2 separate regions of the Gossypium arboreum genome follow, and region 1 is linked to region 2. The links are chromatin contacts, called in public Hi-C maps. All regions are on one chromosome and are shown on one strand. Each heading gives the region's core, a stretch centred on a gene start, on an enhancer-like site or on the middle of the called end of the contact. The rest is flanking DNA. Distances are from core to core; before and after follow the strand shown. Region 1 holds the start of LOC108484064 (K(+) efflux antiporter 6). Region 2 holds the start of LOC108484125 (serine/threonine-protein kinase EDR1-like).

Evidence for each region. A called contact is a pair of places that touch in the nucleus more often than the background predicts.
Region 1: a Hi-C map of leaf shows a contact between it and region 2, with 3 times the contacts expected there. The contact joins the promoter of LOC108484064 here to the promoter of LOC108484125 in region 2. A contact is called at or near these places in 2 of 5 Hi-C or Micro-C datasets (both in leaf).

Annotation. Positions count from the first base shown.
Region 1 is chr6:109,601,227-109,603,926 of ASM2569848v2, reverse strand. It overlaps LOC108484064 (K(+) efflux antiporter 6), which reads right to left and starts at 1,343. Exons shown (of 20, transcript XM_053029884.1): 1 at 630-1,343; 2 at 61-107. The coding sequence starts at 888.
Region 2 is chr6:109,360,201-109,362,900 of ASM2569848v2, reverse strand. LOC108484125 (serine/threonine-protein kinase EDR1-like) reads right to left here and starts at 1,401. Exons shown (of 13, transcript XM_017787795.2): 1 at 402-1,401. The coding sequence starts at 782.

The sequences.
Region 1 (2,700 bases), core at 94-2,593, 240 kb before region 2:
AAGAATAAGCTAGCAAGTTTTCCCAACTGAAAAGTTTTCAAAAGAATAAGTACCACCAACCTTCTTTTCTACTACACTGTTGTTGAAACTTCCAGCATCATCATTTACTGCCAACAACAGAAAGGAAACATGATAAAAAGTCAGAAATTGAATTTCCATCCGGTTTATACCGTTAAGGAAACACTGGCAGTCTAATTTTGAGCTAAATATTTTTAGAAACCTTTCAAACATTGATTTTTTTCCCCTTCAAAGTTGAATAATCCACTGCAAATGAGGATGAATTTATAGCATAATTGACAATTGTAATTTAAAGAAGAAGAATCTATTAGCAAATCTATTTCCAGGGAATTTATGCAAACAAACTATCATTAATTCTTTAAGATCTTATCCATCCATTGATAACAAAAACCATAACCTACCAATAGATCCCGCTTAAAAACCTTAGAAAATAAATAAAAATAACAAGAATTAATTGCTACAGCATATAAAGAACAAGCAAAGTTGAAGTAAACAAGTATAATGTATGACTAAGTTGTATACTTCACTGCTAAGCCTTTGATTCATGGATTTGAAATCTAAACCCTAATCTAAGCAAAACCAGAGGGAGAAAAAAAGAAGAAGAAACAAACCTTCATTTTGTTCGTTCTCAGTGAACTCCTTCTCTAGAGCACGATCGATAATAGCGGCAAAAGTACCGTCCTTCGGTTTAGCTATGGAGGAAGCATTCGAAACGGTACCGTTTCCTCCATCGTCGTCATCGTCGAACCGATCCGGTTCAGCGAGTTGTTCTTGTTGTCGCTGAGCGAGTGAAAAGGAAGCCAAACAAAAAAGAGAAACGAAGAAACAGAAAGTAAGGATTTCAAGGGAGGAGTTCGATTTTCTCAACATTTGGAAACGGCGGCCGGCGGAAGTTAAGAACTTGAAGAGTTCTCTTTTTGTGTATGTGTGTCTGATAAATTATTGGAAATAGAGAACTATGAAGAGGGATTTTTGGTTGTGAATGATTGAAATTGAAAAAATTACTTATATATATACAGAAAAGCAACAGAGGGGAAACGGAGTTGAAGTAGATGTAGAAAGACTGGGAAAAAGAAACGGTAAACAGAAAAAGGGAGTAAAGTAAGTACAAAGCATCAGATCGGGTCAGGAGTCAACTAGTCGTAATTAATTAAGACTACAAAGATTTCGAAAATATAATATTGTCCGCAAGTTATAAAGTTTCCATTTTTTTTTTATATAACACCATTTAATTGACAACAATTATCTTGCAGCCAGTACAAAGCTCTCCTCAAAGCCAGGCCTTCCGCAACCTGTGTTGAAGCAATTGAGGTAGCAAATATAAAATAATTTAAACAAAATAAGGGAGCTATTGAGATCGACTTGTATAAACAACAAATAAAAAAAATAAAAAAAATTAGACATAAATATTTACTTGGAAAAACACCTCCAATAAAGAGGATACGGACAAATAATACTTCACTAGATCAGCAAATAATTTGAAAAAGTATAATATAGAGATAATAAAAAACAAACTCTAAACCTCGAAAATAAAACTCTCTGGTTAAAACACGAAAATCCCTTAAAGCTCTCTCTTAATCGGTCTTTTAAAATTTAATGTGATAAAAGATACGAAGAATATCAATTCTAGAGTTATTAAGGCCTCTTTTATAGGGTAAAATTCATGGGCTAACATGACTAAAATAACCCTATACTAATCAGAGTTCAACAAGGAAAATATAGGAGAGGTTAACTAAGAGAAGAAACCCAGCGTTTGTGGGAAACATGTTGCCATGTCCTCATTCACGTCATCACAATGTTGTCCATCATTGTAACGTTAGGAAGCTTCTCGTTGTGACATCACCAGCTAACTTTGGTGTTGTGATATTGAAGCCCTTGTCGCGATACGGGTTGCGATAAGGGCTTAAAAGTGTTTGAAAATACAAGGCACACTCTATAGAAGGGATTAAATTGAAAGGAAAACAAAACTAGCTTGGATGCCTAAAAATGAAATATAACAAAACTCTAAAGAGAGATTATAGTTCACTATTTATTCTCAGCTCATGTATGCAACAAATGAAAAATGTTATCCTATTTATAGTTTTCCTACATTGGTTTATCCTAGTTGGTTTAACTAGATACATGCGCATATTATTATTTTAATTAAATTAATTAATATGGTTAAGCTTAAAAGATAAGTTTGATTAAAGATGATGATAAACTTTAAATTTCTCTAGAAACAAATAGAAAGATCGAGTAAGAGAGACAGAAGTAGATGACATCAACACTCCCCATCAATGAATTCTCTCATTTACTATTGCCCTTAAGGCCATGTCGAGTTGTTTGTGAAATTCTTCAAGCTTGGCTTTGCTAAGTCCTTTGGTAAAAAAATCGATGACTTGTTATTCATTACTAATGTGCGTCATTTTAATCTCGTCGTTAAGTACTTTTTCTCGGGTGTAGTGATAGTGTACCTCTATATGCTTCATTCGTGCATGAAAGACTGGGTTTTTTGCTAGTCGAATTGCTGATTGATTGCTGTAACAACCTGAAAGTCAATGGTGTCGAAAAATGCGATTTCAAAACACCATTTCCATAAACCGTAAAATATTTACGGAGGTAAATTATAGGTGAATGGAATTTTGAGTAGGTGATTTTGCCAAATTAGTAATTAATTATGATAGAAGGACTAAATACTATAAG
Region 2 (2,700 bases), core at 152-2,651:
AAAGAAAGCTTTAACAAGTTTTTTTTTTATCAGAATCAATCAATGACTAATGAAAATGACGTGGAAAGCTAAGGATATCCAAAATTACTACCGGAAAGAGGAATTCTGGAAAAGTGATCCGCAGTTGAGGACTCCTCGTGTTTAAAATGCAAATGAAAATGAAAATGGAATCAAATAAATAAATAAATAAACATAGTAGCAATTTGTATAAGAAGGAAACATGAAATGCAATCAGAATTTATGAATAAAAGAAAACAAATGTCATAAGAAAAAAAAATCATAAATTATATAACACGTTTAGATATCATAACCAATTCAAACAAGAAATGCAATTTCGATAACCTAAAACTGAAAGATATAATAAAGTTTTTAAATATATAAAGTAAGAAAGAATATATTACCCAATAACGAAGCGAGAGTAACTCCACGAAAGTGCCGGCTCCGCTAAATCTTTTAGCAGCGTCGATATGAGCCGTCTCGGGATCCGAGGCACTGATCGCCAAAGCCAACTGCATCTGAAACTCTTCTTCCAATAAATTAAAATCCACCTCGTCACCAGCCGTCCGATCTCCCCCGGCCGATTCAACGGCCCCGATTCTCCCCAATGTACCTGAACCAACAGAAGACGCCGAAGAAGAAGAAAAGGAAGACGCCGTTTCTTGTCCCGTTGAATTCGTACTCGGACTTGAGCTGACCACGGGCTGCATCTCCGTCAACCGTTGGTGCTCATTTAAACCGCCGCCGATATGGAGTTTCCTTAATAAATGCTTCATTTTCGGCATCGATCATCAACGGCGACTTTTTTCCCGTTCTCCGTTTCTTTTATAAATTTCTTTTTCTTTTTCCTTTTTTGAAAATTTGTTATTGTTTCTTTTTTTTTTTAAATTTCTTATTCTATTTCTATTATTCCATCTGCAGACTTAACCTACGCCCACTGGTTTAAAAGCATATTCGCTTAAACTGCGTACTCTTCTCCGCTAAGCTACCCGTAATTGAAAAGACTTTTAAATTAACCGCTCACCCATTCCCTCCAACACACACACTCTCAAATTTAATAATTAATTAATCAATTAATTCTACTTCTTCTTCCCTTGATAGTACTATTTATACATAACCTTTTCCCTCCATTTTTATGTCTTGCTCTTTCAATTCTAAATGTAAAGCTTGAAATCCTCACCCATAAAATAATTATTTTTATATAATTTATTGTTGATTAAAATATATTGAAGAAAGAAATTGAAATTATCTGGGATTAAATCTAAATTCGTATATTTATAACATAATATTCTTGGGACTACCAAATCAAGAGATTGTTGACTAAATTTTAAATATTATTATTTACAATTAAAATATAACATATCCATATTTAAACTAAAATATAAGATTAGTACTAATAAAATAACAATGATACCACATGTACAATAAATGAAATACCTATATTTAATTGAGAAGTGAAAAGCATATATATATATATATATATATATACTTACGAAACAATCCGTTCGTGCAACCTATCAATTACATACATGATCTATTTATTTATTTGTGAAAGGAAAGTTGAAGAATTATTACGATAAACAACCCTTTGACCTATGAACGGTTGATGGCTTAGCCAACCCAAAATAACAAATATATATTTTAAAAACCCAAGTTGAAGTTATGGTTTGAGAGTTTGAGAAGTTTCTAAGAAGGAATCTGTTCTTTGTAAATATTGCGACTTCACTTGAAGAACAAGTTTGGAAACAAAATGGCATGTGTCTCCACGCTTGGTCCCATATTTTTGTTTTAGGTTACGTTTAGGGGCGGCGCTATAAATTATTATTATTATTACAACAGTATATAAATTTTAATGTTTTTAAATAATACAAATTTTATTTTCAAAGTTACTAAATTAATTAAGTCAAATATGAGAACAAAAACTTTAGAGACCAATCAATTGCATTTTTTCAATTTAACCCGTTTGCTTCTATCACAAACTTAATGAAAATAGACTAAAATAAGTAAATTTAATTAGTTGAATGATTATTTTGAAAGTTTTAAAAGTTAAGTGACTACAAAAGAAACTTAAGCATAATTGTGTGTCCTGTAATGAAGTTTATCCTAATATCTAATACAAATAAATTTAGATATTCTAATTACTATTCGCAATGATACAATGTAAATAACAAATTCACTCTTTAGAATATTTAATGGATTGGAATATATAAATTATTTAATTAATTGAATTCAAACACACATGTATCCAACTATGATATTTGATTTAAGGGTAAATTATAAAATAGTCACTTTTGTTTATCTCATATTATATTTTAATCACTTATGTTTGAAATGTTATGTTTTAATCACTTATGTTATCGTTTTATTATAAAGTGGTCACTTTACCGTTAAACTTTATTACCTCTTTAACGATAGTTCCTTATGATAGTCTAAATGAGTTTTAAATATCAACTTGGATATTCAGTTGCTAAGATGAAAATAGATTTTTAATTAAATAATTTTAATTTGGACTACCACGTAGGACTGCTGTTAGGGAGCTAACGAAGCTTAATGGTAGAGTGACCACTTCGTAAAAAACGATAACATAAATAAATAAAACGTAACATTTCAAAAATGAGTGACTAAAATATAATTTGAGGTGTAACTTAATTTAATATAGTTAATTTTCTTAATTTGGCTTATTGTTTTGGATAGGAAAAACCT